Regions from separate parts of the Mus musculus genome. Here region 2 is linked to region 1. A link is a contact called in public HiChIP or PLAC-seq data. All regions are on one chromosome and are shown on one strand. Each heading gives the region's core, a stretch centred on a gene start, on an enhancer-like site or on the middle of the called end of the contact. The rest is flanking DNA. Distances are from core to core; before and after follow the strand shown. Region 1 overlaps Papss1 (3'-phosphoadenosine 5'-phosphosulfate synthase 1). Region 2 has its middle 25 kb from the start of Gm29865.

Region 1 (7,310 bases), core at 2,743-5,242:
CGCTGACCTGAAGCTTCTCCCCCGCCCCTGGACACTGACAAACACACACACCGACACACACCCCGACACACCCCGACACACCCTGACACACACACACACACACACACACACACTGACACACACACACCCCGACACACACCCGACACACACCGACACACACACACACACACACACAAACACTGACACACACTGACACACACACACTGACACACACCCCGACACACACACACACACACAAACACTGACACACACTGACACACACACACACACACCCCGACACACACCGACACTGACACACACTGACACACACACACACACACACACTGACACACACCCCGACACACCCCGACACACACACACACACACACACCCCGACACACACACACACACACACCGACACACACACACACACACACACACACACACACCGACACACACACACACACACACCGACACACACACACACACACACACACACACACCGACACACACACACACACACACACACACACACACACCGACACACACACACACACACACACACACACACCGACACACACACACACACACACACACCCCGACACACACACACACACACACACACGTACACACATGTACACACAAATGTACACACACACACACACAATGAAGAGTGACTGAGGAAGACACTTGGTGATGGTTTCCATGTGTACTCTCATACATACATACACACATGAACATGCACACACGTACATATGCTCACAAAGAGAATCTGATTCTTCCATGAATATTTTGGTTTGAATTACTTTGATGATTGCTGCTTTGTGCTTTTAAAGGCCACTTCCTTTAATAGAAATGTTAGCTTCCTGATAACACCGATGCTGTACAGTAGGCATCATGCCTTTGCAGGTTGACTTCTTTCATTCGGTCATTTGTATGGGAGCCCCCTCCATCTCTTGCTCTGGATTGATGTGTGCTGGCATATCACAGGTTCTGTGCCTCTGTGTTTCTCACTGGCCATGGGCATAAGCTCCTGCTCTGCCCTCCTCACCAGTGCGTAGTGCCATCCTGTGCCATGTATTTGGCTGTTCTGGTAGGGATAGTGTGACGCTGACCATCTTCATAGGATTATTTGCCATCAGTGTATTTTCAGTGAGGCGTCCATCCAGGGCTGTCTCTGTAGCTGCTGCTGCTGCTGGTTTTAGGTTTGTTTCCTACCTCTGTCAAGGAAGTCAGAGGTGCTGTGGGGACTGCATTGGATCTGTAAGTTGCTTTGGAAAGGATGTGCATTTAAACAACCTTCTTTGAACCGATGCACGCAGGTTTTGTTTTTCTTGTGTTTTAAGGTTTCTTGCTGATTTTGGAGAACAGTCTTTTGTTTGTTTGTTTTCAAAGACTTTTTCCTAGGCGATGGCTGTGTCCTCTTATTCTCTTGAGAATTTTTTTTTTATTTTGAATAATGAGGCATTGCTTGGGCACATGTATGAAAAGCCCACAGTTGGTTGTAATTTGTGTGCTAACAGAGATGATCTGACAGACTCGATGTTAAAGAGTTAAAGTGGTCAAACCTATTTAGAATTCTGTAGAGCACAGTAACATGTTAGGAGCAAGCCTGGTAAAGCTCTCCTAGTAGCAGTCTAAGAGGCTATGCTGTATCATGCACACACTTCCACGTGCCTGCAAACAAACGCTTCTCTCTGCTCTCTGTGCTCACACACACAGTTCATGGAGGATGAGCAGCAACGAAGCCTGGCTCACTCTCATACTTGGAACTTTGCAGAAGTCCAGACTATTTCATGCGGGATCAAAAAAATATTAGTTTTCAATGACTGTGAGAGGAATTTGACTCATTCTAGGATATTAATTTTATGAATAAAATGGTGTTTTAGTGACACTAAGGATAAAGGTACACATGGAAAATGGAATTTTCATGGTTGTTTCATGTTTGAAATCTTTGTCGCATTGTATCTGGGATCAGCTCTGTTTACAGTTGCCTGTTCTGACACAGAGTAGATTTTAGGAATTTATTCCTTCCCACTAGATCATGGAACATGATATTGACTTCTTGAGAGTAGGTGTTACTGGGGAGTAGACCAGTTAATATTAGAGAAGTTGAAGAAGGAATGTGGCCCGAAAGCCCCCTTTCCATCAGAAATGCTTACTTTTCTTGGTCTCTTAAGGCTAACTGCACTGTTGGATGAAATGTCTAATTTCCCTCTTGTTGCTGTGAAGGACATCGTCCCTGTGGATGCTTCCTATGAAGTGAAAGAGCTATATGTGCCAGAGAATAAACTTCACTTGGCCAAAACTGATGCAGAAGCCTTACCAGCCCTGAAAATCAATAAAGTAAGTTCTCTTTTGCTTCTTAGAGCAAGGGACGCAGCCTCCTGTGGAGCTGTTAGCATGATGAATGGGGTGGGGTTGGGGGGAGGCTTAGCCTTGTGTCTGAAGCCAGGGTAGCAGTAGCAGGGTCAGGGTGTTGTGGTGTATATCATAGTTCGCAAGGATGGGCAGTGTGTTTAATGGGGTACAATATTCCCACATTACCGTGACTTTGATTTGCTTTTAGTTACATTTGTTTATTTTGAAATATCAAAGGACAAAGAGTATGTGAGATTTGGGGGGCATAAGAGAAAGGATTGTTTCTAAAGCATTAAGAAATGCTAATCCATAATAATTAAAATGAACTTTTACTCTTTTAACATGTTTCTCAATTTCCTGCTCAACACTTGACTCTCCCTTATATGAAGAAAAATGGACAAATTAGGAATGGTTCTGTTGTACATCTCTGCCTAATGGTATCATCGGGTGCCTTTCTTAATTAACAGCCACTGAGCTAAACTAGACAGGATGAGAGAGGAAGCCATAACTTAGTCTCAAATCTTAGGGAACTTTAAATTGTACAATTTCTACATATTTTAAAAACAGATATAAAAGAAAAAAACAAGGAGAACCCCACATAGGTATAGGATAAGTGTACGGAGTAGAAGTTGGCTTTTCCTTCAGCCCTTCGTTCATAAGAACAAGATTCTAGAATACTTAAGGACGTGTCCTCTCAGTACTGAGGATGCAGAACTGGACTCAGCCTGGCCAAAGACTCTTCCATGGTGTTGAGAGCTTTGGTAGGCGTCAGACTTGATGGGTTTTCGTGGTTGGGTCCCGTCAGGGAGAGACGGGATAAAGCAGAGCCCTCCCGGCCGCTGCGGTGGAGGAACGGGCGTCTGTACAGACAGAGGGGAAGAGAGAGCTATCTGTGGGTGTATTGGACTGTGGAAGCCTAATGGAAACTTCTTTCAGCCCAGAAGGTTTCAGCTCTGTTCTGTTTACCCACAAGACGCGCTTCCTCACAAGTCCTCTCTGGTCATGGAAGGCTAAGGCTTCAACCTAAGACCTTTGCAGGGATACAGGCTCCTCACAGAGGCCAGCTAGGGTTGAGACAAGGAATAACCAGTGTCATGGCTTAGGGAAGCTAAGTAAGGGGAACTTGCAAGTGGAGAAAGCGTCTCCACAAACAGTTTCTCCTGTGAGTTGAGGCTGTACAATTCCTCGTGTCTCCTTGCACACACTGGGCAACAGGCTTTGGGAATAAATGTGAGACTCTGTTTTACTCCACACAATTGGCCATGTGCTCAGCCTTCTCTCATTGGGGAGCCGTTGCCGAATGACATATGCGGTTCACAAGTTCTTGAGTGCTCTGAGGGGATGTACCACAGGCCCTGAGGTTAAAAGCAATAGTGATCTTTGTAAGGTGAAGGCCCTGGGAGAGAGACTGTTGTAAATATTTTGTTTAAAGTATTTTTTGATTTAGGATAGTGACTATCAGCATGGAGTTTTCAGATCTTCACTGTCTACAGTTCTGGGAACTTGGCAGAATTGTAAAATTTCCATTGCCTTGGAAATTAAATGTGATGCAATCTGCATTTGTTTGTTTGCTTTGAGACAGGCCCTTAGCATACAGCCTGACTGGCCAGAGACTTACCATATATACCAGGCCACATTGAATCACAGCAATCTGCCTACCTCTCCCAAGTTTGCACCCCCAAGCCCATCTAGCAATATGTGTTGTAACACCCCTCTCATAAGCTGCCTGACACACATTGATGCTTGAGGTCCACTGGAGAGGCCGTCCCTGGTAGAAGTGTGTCGGGTGATGTGTTATGAATATGCTAGAGAAAAGCTTGTTCTCCTAGAGTTCTTAGTTTTTCCTCGGTTTGTAGGATCCACAACCATCACTGCTATGTCTGTCCCCATTACTTTCCAGCTGAAATGTATCACTTTTTACTGCTTGGGTTCATAAACACTGGAAATAAGTTGTTGTTTTTTTTACTGTCTCATTTACTAGGTGGATATGCAGTGGGTGCAGGTTTTGGCAGAAGGTTGGGCGACTCCTCTGAACGGCTTCATGAGAGAGAGGGAGTACTTGCAGTGCCTCCATTTCGATTGTCTTCTGGATGGTAAGATAGTCCACGTCAAAAATTGAGTTGTGTGTGGAGGAGGCATGGCATGGTTTAAAGTATTTGTCACGTCTCGTAAAGGTAGTCATGGCGCCTCTCTCAGTAGAGCTGTCATGAAGACTAAGCTGTTTTCGTTCTGAACACTTTGAGTGAACCGTGGGATCTCGTTTCCACTTTCCCTCCCCGTGAGTGTTATTCATTGTGGGGGCAGAAGGACAGAAAGTGAATCCTGAAAGCACATTGTTTCCCTGTGCCACGCTAGCCTGCCCACCGTGGTGAGCTGCCTCCCTCAGGGCACACGTCTGGAACCATTGCTCTCCGAAGCCTGTGGAGTCAGGGGCTGTTTTGTTTCTGTGTTTGTTTTCTGTAAAGATTAAATATTATATTGATTGTCCTCCTTGGAGTTAGCTGTTTGACTCAGCCTGGAATTTAATGCAAATTGGCTTATTGCTTTTTCATCTTAATTCCTAGTAATGTCATAATTTTTAGGAGTTTTATAATTCCTAGTCATTTTGGAAGTACATACAGATTCATTCATGGCTGACAACTTTTTCCAAATATTTTTTGTTCATGATTTTTTACACGTATAATTATTTTAATATATAAATTCAAATAGGAATCTGACAGTGCATTTTATCATATGTTATAGTGACTTATACACACACACACACACACACACACAGATGGACGTGGTGGCAGGTCACATACCTTCAATCCTAACACAGGCCAAGAAAAGTAGATCTCTGTGAGTTTGAAGCCAACCTTACATAGATAGCCAGTTCCAGGACTTCCAGGGCTCAGTAAAGAGAATCTACGGCAAAAGACAAAACCAAACCAAACCAAACAACAACAAAAAACCCAGAGTAAAACAAAACATCCACATCGTCGCAGGCTGGGAACGGAGACGGTGCCTTGGGCTCACTGGTAACACAGTTTAGATTAATTGGAGCCACTGATTGCTGCTTTTGTTTCTTGGCCAGTGACAGCTGACATTGGTTTGATTCTGACGGTAATAAGAGTGTAATTAAAAAGGGGGAGGGCTGGGTAAGTGGCTCCTTGGTTAAGAGCCTTGCTGTAAAGCAGGAACCTGAGTCCAGATTGCTAAGACCTTGTAAAAGCTGGGCGTGGCCCTGTGTGCCTGTGAGCCCAGCGCCAAGGAGTGGAAAGGCAGATCCTGGGAGCGTGGTGGCCAGCCAGCCCTCCTGGAATGCCAGTGTAATGAGAGACTCTGTCTCAAGGGAACAAGGTGGGAGGCAGTCATAGAGCATGACACCCAGCATCCACCCCTGGGCTAAGCATACACCTACTCACATGCACACAGCACACACGCACTAAGGAAGTGAATAAGTAAAGGTAGATACCTTTGTCATGCAGGTGCACTCAGGGATACACATAGTGATTTAAATCTTTTCAGTAAAGATTTAATTTTCCTTCCAAAGAAATAGAGTTCTTGGTCTAATTCATTTAATGGGATGTACAGATTATTACTATTTTTTGTTTTTTTTGTTTTTATGAGACAGGGTTTCTCTGTGTAGCCCTGGATATCCTGGAACTCACTCTGTAGACCAGGCTGGCCTCGAACTCAGAAATCCGCCTGCCTCATAAATTGTTTCTTTTATATTTATAATTCTGTATTAATCTTTTTCTCAAGGACAGTTAGTTGACTTGTAAGAATTAGTATCTGATATAATGTTAGTCCCTTTTTTCCTTTTTTATTTAATATTTTCTTTATTTACATTTCAAATGTTATCTCCTTTCCCCATTTCCCACCCTCCCGGAAACACCGTATCACATCCTCCCTCCCTCTGCTTCTATGAGGGTGTTCCTCCACCCACCCACCCACTCCCACCTCCCCACCCTCGATTCCCCTACACTGGGGCTTCTATACAGCCTTCATAGGACCAAGGACCTCTCCTCCCATTGATGCCTGACAAGGCCATCTTATGCAACATATGCAGCTGGAGTCATGGGTACTCCTTCGTTGATGGCTTAGTCCTTGGGAGCTCTGGGGGGTCTGGTTGGTTGTTATTTTATTCTCCTATGGGGTGGCAAACCCCTTCAACTCCTTCAGACCTTTCTCTAACTCCTCTATTGGGGTCTCTGCACTCAGTCCAATGATTGGCTGCTAATATCTGTCTCTGTATTTGTAAGGCTCTGGCAGGGCCTCTCAGGAGACAGCCATATCAGGCTCCTTTCAGCATGCACTTCTTGGCATCCACAATAGTGTCTGGGTTTGGTAACTGTATATGGGATGAATCCCCAGGTGGGGCAATCTCTGGATGGTCTTTCCTTTAGTCTCTGCTCTACACTTTGTCTCCATATTTGCTCCTGTGAGTATTTTGTTCTCCTTCTAAGAAGGACGGAAGCACCCACACTTTGGTCTTCCTTCTTCTTGAGCTTCATGTGGTCTGTGAATTGTATCCTGGTTATTTGGAGCTTTTGGGCTAATATCCACTTATCAGTGAGTGCATACCATGTGTGTTCTTTTGCAATTGGGTTACCTCACTCAGGATGATATTTTCTAGTTCTGTTCATTTGCCTAAGAATTTCATTAATTCATTGATTTTAATAGCTGAGTAGTATTCCATTGTGTAAATGTACCACATTTTCCGTATCCATTCCTCTATTGAGGAACATCTGGGTTCTTTCCAGTTTCTGGCTATTATAAATAAGGCTGCTGTGAACATAGTGGAGCATGTGTCCTTATTACCAGTTGGAGCATCTTCTGGGTATATGCCCAGGAGTGGTATAGCTGGGTCCTCAGGTGGTACTATGTCCAATTTTCTGAGGAACCGCCAGACTGATTTCCAGAGTGGTTGTACCAGCTTGCAATCCCACAAGCAGTGGAGGAGTGTTCCTCTTTCTGCACATCCTCGG
Region 2 (7,310 bases), core at 3,301-5,800, 270 kb after region 1:
CTTTTTCTCCTCCTCCTCTTCTTTTTGTTCCTTCTTTGCCTGTGACTACTTAAACCATGATTAATGCAACCAATTAACAATTCACCCCACCTCTCAAGGCCCTAGCACTTATATGCCCTCCGAAGAGTCCCCAGAATTCCAAGCCTCATACAAGTGTAGAAATTATCTACAGATGGATAATCACATCCCTGCTAGAGAACGAGACAAGTTATAGTCAGCTGCAGTGGGCAATCTGAAGCAGCCCCATATCCCACACTTGGGATTAAAACAAAAGCATATTCTTATAATATTTTTGTGTTTTTAAAGAAACCAAAATTCTCACTCCAGGTAGAAAGTGGCTCACATAAGTTTTGTATGAAAGGCAAATACTTGAAATCTGCTTCCAGGTCTTGCTTCCAGCTATACTGTATACAGTTTTGCTATTCATTTGTTGACCTACTGTAAAAGTGGCTGGCCATTATGAACAGTAGGAGAATGGAAGGAGGTCTGTGCCTCTGAAACTTTGGATCCCTTTGTCTTTGTGTTTAATGGTATAACCACTGCTAGATATGCCATACAGTAATTCTGGATCAAACTGCCCAGTACAGCTCTGTTAAATAGCTCAGGGCTACAGTGCTTGCCTAGTGTGTGAGAGATCCTGAATTTGATCCCAAGCATTTGTCTCACTACATAAACAAAAGCATTAAAATAGAGCCGTATTTCTAATAAATGTGGATATCCTGTGCTTTCTGAGGGACTGCCTTTGTTATTGGGAAGATTTGATTAAGTTCTGAGTTTTCAAGCAGAAACATATAATGGGTCCCTATAATTGGTTAATTACAGAGGCCTTTCTTTTGTGAAGCTCCAAACATGGAGTATGTCTTTTACAAAACATGTATTTTATTTTTGATTTTTGAGACTTCTGTACATTAGTACTGTGTTTATACCAAATACCACAGCAGTTTCCCCTCCAGATTTTCCCTTGTTTAAACGTCATGATCTCTTCTTCTTTAATTGTTGTTATTACACACACACACACACACACACACACACACACACACACGGGGTGGGGGGGGGGGAGGGCATGTCCTGGTTACCTTATTGTCAATTTGACACAGCTATAGTTATCAGGGAAGAGAAACCTCAATCGAGGAACTACCTCCGTCATATGGCCTGTCTGTACATCTGAACGACATTTTCTTAGTTAATAATTGACATGGGTTTCTGTCTCCAGGATTCTGCTTTAGCTCCTGCCCAGTGATGGGCTGTGATGTGGAAGTGTAAGTCAAATTAACCCTTACTTTCCTAAGCCACTTTTGGTTGTATTGTTTTGTCCCAGCACTAGAAAGCAAACCAAGGCAGTGTGTATATATAAATATACCCTGCTCTGTCCATTTAGTGCTCCTATACATATGTGTTTAGGAATGAGTGTTTGGAATCATTCCTGTTTGAACTGTTTGAAGACTGCTTGACCCCAGAGAAGACTTATTCTCCCTCTTTTAGTAGCCATTAAATGTTTGTAACTCATTATTTAGGGGTAGAGCTTTGTGAGATTTTCCACAGCCATTATGGTTGTCAACTGCTGATGTCATTGTGCAGGTTCTGTGTAGGTGACCACATTGTTAAGATTTCACAAGTGTAGCCCCCTTTCATATAGAGAATATACCTTCCCGTAGTTGACTTCCTGGTCCTGTGATAATATTTCTACGCCTTCTTCCATGGTATTTTCTGAGCCTTAGATGGAAAGATTTTATTGAAGATGTAGCAATTGGAGATGGGAACCCACGACCAGTTGTTTTCGGCATTTTGACCAGTTGTGGACTTCTTTGCTGGGCTCTATCTGCAACAATGTGAATCTTCTTTGGAAGCTTATAAGATAAGCTATAAGGTCTGCACTTATCTGTAGATGTAAGGAAAGACATTTATAGTATAGTTAGAAATTATACGGGTTTAGGAATGTAGCAGAACTAGATTCTTCTCTGAGGTCCAAGAACTCTTTAGCTATGGACAGTTGACTAGCTTTATAGTGGCAGCAATGAATTCCCTCCTATTGAGTGAACCTTAAGTTTCATAAGCTAGCTACTCATTACCCCTGAGATATAAGTGCCACTATTGCATACTTTGGTTTACTTGATGTTTTATTTGTTTTTCTATTGCTGTGACAAAACTCCATGACCAAGACAACTTATAGACGTTTACAGAGACCCTAGAGTTTCAGAAGGCTATGATCATCACTCTGGGGTGAGGCTAACCAGTTTTGGTAGGAAGTTTCTGTAGGTGAGTGGTCTTGAGAGTATGGAGCCACAGTTGATCATTTTTGCACACTTTGATCAGTCTTCAGTAAGCAGTCATAGTTGGACTAAAGAAAGAAGTTTTGACCGTGTCAAGCTTGACCCACAGGAAAAAGGCTTGGCCAATTTCCTATGGGTCTGGGACCTTGTTCCTTGTCATGGCTGTACCCCGGTCAGTGAGGGACAGTCACTCTCAACAACTCACACTCAGAGCTTTCTCTGTTTCCTACCCTAGAACCTTACTGTTAAAACATTGTAGCTTCCAGCTCTTTCTCCTCCTGTATCCTCTAATTTCCTAGTCATTTTTTTTTAGCCCCTAGGTTGAATTCATCGAATCAACTGTAAAAAAATATTTTAAAATATTTATTTTAGAATAAATATACACACATTGAACATTGAACTCAAGGGATATAACTAGCATTTTATACTCATTTTCTAAATACTTATTTCAAGTATAACTATATAGAAATTATATTTTGAGTGCTTAAAAGTAGTATCTATTTTTGAAGGTAGCCCTTTGAACTTATAATGCATTACTGATGCTACATCTTAAGGTACATCTCGATGAAGACAATTATGTTTGTCCTAGTCTGCTTGCTGAGACTTAACTACAGTGGCATGTTCCTGCCCTATTTAGAGTCCTCGGTTCTTTCTACCTTTTGCATTTTTGGTTGATACTTTTACTACAAAGTGTATTTGCAAGTAAACAAAAGTTTCCCAAACCTGGTATGTCTGTCTTTCTTTCTTTCTTTCTTTCTTCCTTTCTTTCTTTCTTTCTTTCTTTCTTTCTTTCTTTCTTTCTTTCTTTCTTCCTTCCTTCCTTCCTTCCTTCCTTCCTTCCTTCCTTTCTTTCTCTCTCTCTCTCTTTCTTCTTTCTTTCTTTCTTTCTTTCTTTCTTTCTTTCATTTGTAGGAAGTTGAAGACACAGATTTGCTCAGGGAATTCTGTATTAAATTACACTCTAATTACTCACATGTGCAAATTTAACACATCGCCCAAGCTGATGTGCTTACGTAGGGATCTGTTTAAGCCTTTGGGTTTGGAAATGACTCAGTGCCTTAATATCTGGAAGAACCGGCCAACTATGTACAAGTGTAGTATTATGACAAAGTACATATAATTACTTCCACCATCTACCAAGAGTATGAGGCATTTTCTATCAGAGGTGGTTAGGGTATAAGAGATGACTTAGGGTTATTTTATGAACACATTGATTTCAGTCAGATTGATGTTTACAAAGACCTTATTGGATGACCTGGAAATACCAATTATGTAAATAATCCTTTCACTTGAGCTGCCATATAAAATTGTGCCTCAGCACATCCTTTGGTCTTAGAGCAATGGAACAATGATAAAATCCACTCTTCCCCGTCCCATTCCTTTCTTCCCTTTTTGCAAATAGTTTGTGAGTTCTCTTTTCACATTAATGGTCATTGTTTGGGGCACGCACAGAGAACCTGTGCAGTTTGCGCATGCTGACTTAACAGCAGTAGCACATGTGTGTTCACACACCTTAGTCAACCTGGATCTTTTAAAATTCATGGAAATTGATACAGATTTAATTCTAGTTGGATGGTCCAATGGTGATTTACTTACACAATGGAACTTTCTGCACTGTTCTTGAATTTTTAATAGCAAATCAGTACTCTGCACCAGCATGTCTTGCTGCTGACTTTTCCTGTGAACATCTTGAGAACTTTTTAAGTTTCATCTGTCTCGTTTTTCTCTCCTACCTCCTTTCCTTCCCCCCTTTCTCCATTTTTTTTCTAAGCACAAACCATTCAAATCCGATGTGATTTCATGGTTGGGTCTATTTTCTGCTGTGCAGTTCACAGTTTGTTCCATGACAAATAAGGTCCTTTGGGGGCTCTAATGTCTCTGAGTCAGCATGAGAGTGAGGTAGAGCAAGGAACTGGAATAAAGGGGGCTAGGAAAAGACAAAGCTGGGCACCAATTCTCCCTCCGACCACAATACTTCTCTTTCTACCAAGAGGATGACTGTGCTGCACGTCATCTCTGTTTTTCACCAGGGCGTTACCCATCTGGTTCCTCTTCCTTCCCCTCTTCTTGCTCCTTTACATCTGTTGCTTCTTCCTCCTTCTACATTCCAAATTTAATATTCATTTCCATAAAAAATTCCATATTCATGAGGTTGCCCAGATTTTACCTGTAGATCTTGTAAATGATTAGAGTGAAATGGCCCATTCAGATTCAGTGTGTGCTCACTGCGCGGGAATGCCTGGTCAGGATGAGCCGCTGGCCATGATTTGCCTGTGCAGACACTGTTTGCAAGCAGTACCGCAGCTCAGCAGTCTGACACATCCTTCCTGGTTGGGTCACCACCTAAAGTGCGCTTAGCTATTTGTAAAGCTATCTGGAGAGAAATAGCATGTTCAATTGGAAACAGATGGCTAGAACGACACACACAGGCCTGGAATTCACAGTGCAGTGTGCAGGGTTCAGTCAGGTGCTTGACGCCCTGACAGTCTTGTCTCTGTAGGAAAAGGAAAAACACCTGGGAAGTTGGGTTTGGCAATGGCAAGTTCGCATTTGGAGCTGTTGTATTCTGATTCTTAGAAGGGGTTTACTATCTCTTTTAAATGGAAAACATTTCCATTTACTACCCCGTCCCCTTTATATCATCCTAACTCTCCATCTCATGCCTCCATCCTGTTACTGTCCCGGCTCCTTTATCAACTTAGGTTAAAAGGCAAAATGTTAGAAAACAGGTTGGAGAAATTGTGGAAATGTCACCAGCGTTGACCCTAGATGCTGGAGTTGCTTCATGTTCTAAAACACTTGGCATGCCATCTTACTGAGTTTATTTTAATGTTGTTTAACTTGACAGATAAGACCTACTAATCTTGATTTGCATAAACAATAGCTCACAAAGCAAACTGTTCCAAAGAACTTATTATCATACTTCCTTCACTTCACCGCTCACCGCTTTCCTGTTTTCTGTAGTTGTACTAGAGGTGCTAATTCATGAGAGAAAGTATTCCTGTATTTGACAATTTTCTCGGGTTGTAGACAGCATGATATTTACAAATAATGGCCAAGTGGAGCTTGAGAGGCCCTCTGGTTCTTCCTGGCTTTGCTTGAACTTCCTCTTTCTGTTTTATTTTTGAATAAGCTGGGAGGATTTACATTAAGTAATAATTGCAGACTTGGGCAGATTCAGAGTTATACCATGGCCTCAAATCGGCTAAATAGTTTTTGTAAGTTAAGAGCAGAAGGAGTTATATAAGCATTTGGTTCAGGCTCAGGTCTGGAGTGAGGACATCATTAGTAAAATGGTCAATGTCTGGAAGGGCTTACAGATGACATAGGACATGCGAGACTGGTAGAGACTTTCCTGAGGAGTCATAAAAGACAGCTCAAACTTAAAATGTCTCCAGATATTGCCCAAAGTGTCCCCAGGTAAGAACCACTGCTTTAAACTAATCAATAGCTTTGAAGCTCCATATAGCTCATTGGTTAGATGCATAGCACGGTGGCAGGATATAGAGTCGCCATAGAAACAAGTCTCCAGACATGACTGTGAAAGATGATATTGTCTCAGTTAATCAAAGTGGGAAGATTCAGTCTAAGGATGTGGGCAGCATGATACTATGATTTAAGGTAGGTCCTGTAAGGTATAAAAAGAAGATACTAAGGACCTACTTAATAATTTTGTAAACAATCAAGTAAAAATTTCCTTTCAAAGTGGTTCTTTGCATAGATTAAATTTGCAAGTTCGGTATTAAGGGATAGTCCTGCAAAGCGCTGAACTTTCAGAAGGGAGTTTGCAATAGGACCACATCAATAAGAAGGAGCAGGATGACCTCATTTCCTGTTCTCTATATCTCTCCCTGGTGGACACGGCTTCTTAATAAGTAGAAATGAAGACGAATATTTGAGAGGACTGGACTCCAGCATGCTTTTCACTCACTAAATCTTTCATAACTAATTCTCGAGCTTCCTGAAGCCAAGCTATTTTCTACTTACTGCATACCCTGCATCCACAGACACCTTCTAAACTAGCTTAAGCTGTCACTCAAAGTCACTTGCATTTACAAATTTTATTTGCTGCTGCAACATTGGTTGCTGTGGTTCAGAATAAGTCCATATTTTATTTCTGTGTAAAGTTTTTAATTGAAATAGAATTAACCACTCTCCCTTTTGCCTGTTCTCACTCTAGCGCCTCTCAGTTAGCTACTCTCCCTTGAATGAATTCTCCTGCCCCGTCCTCCATCACTGTCAAGCTGAGAGACTCTTTCTCTTTGATTTTATATATTCACACACATGCACTCGCGTGCACACACACATACATTCACAAACATGAATGTATGTATACACACACACACACACACACATATATGTATAAAACCCGCTGAGTCTGTTTTTATTGTTATTATGTGTATGGCTTCAGGATGACTCTAATTGGACAGCCAATCAGGGTGCTCATCACGGGGAGAGGGTACTTGTCATTATTCCTTAAGTCATAAGCTGCAGTTAGTTCTTATCTATGGGCAGGATTCTGTAAATTTCTTTCCAGTCTTTTTATGAAAATATTTCTAGGAGAGACCGTGTTTAACAGACTTATTGGTATTCTGGCTCTCAAAGTATTTCTGCCTGCTCTTCTATAATGATCCCTGAGCCCATGGCTGTAATGCAGGGGATGTGATGTAGGCATCTCCATTGGGGCGGAGCTCCTCATGATCTGTTGATCTCTGCATTGTGTCTACTTGTGTGTGGCTTCTGTGATGGTCTCCATTTGTTGTGAGGAAAGGCTTCTCTGACGAGGGGTGGTAGTTACACTTTCCTGTGGGTTTAAGGATAAGATTTAGAATGTAGTAAGGAATTATGCTGGTCTGTCTAAAATGGCGGTAGTAGATTTCTTGGTTAAGGTCCATGATCTTGATGTCCCCAAGAAGCTGGCTAGGTTTCTAGTACTGGGTATGATTTCCCTTCTGTTGAGTGGGCCTTAAGTCCAATTAGAGAGCTATTGATTGATACCACTTATTACAGCTCCTCGTGTCTCTTGCCATGCTGGTACTA

What was found. HiChIP or PLAC-seq counts read pairs in DNA pulled down with a chosen protein or histone mark.
Region 2: an H3K27ac HiChIP or PLAC-seq map of microglia shows a contact between it and region 1, with 6 times the contacts expected there. The contact joins two enhancer-like sites. A contact is called at or near these places in 1 of 484 Hi-C or Micro-C datasets (pancreatic cancer cells) and 1 of 115 datasets of contacts at active chromatin or transcription factors (microglia).

Annotation. Positions count from the first base shown.
Region 1 is chr3:131,597,654-131,604,963 of GRCm38.p6, forward strand. It overlaps Papss1 (3'-phosphoadenosine 5'-phosphosulfate synthase 1), which reads left to right. Exons shown (of 12, transcript NM_011863.2): 6 at 2,212-2,325; 7 at 4,322-4,433. Among named protein-coding and RNA genes, the nearest start is that of Gm36917, 14 kb to the left of the region's middle. Within about 2 kb of position 3,993, at least 7 of the 459 cell types and tissues checked have an H3K27ac peak or open chromatin away from gene starts, as enhancers often do. A contact at or near this core is called in microglia, where this site is marked.
Region 2 is chr3:131,864,146-131,871,455 of GRCm38.p6, forward strand. No RefSeq gene overlaps it. Among named protein-coding and RNA genes, the nearest start is that of Gm29865, 25 kb to the right of the region's middle. Within about 2 kb of position 4,551, at least 49 of the 459 cell types and tissues checked have an H3K27ac peak or open chromatin away from gene starts, as enhancers often do. A contact at or near this core is called in microglia, where this site is marked.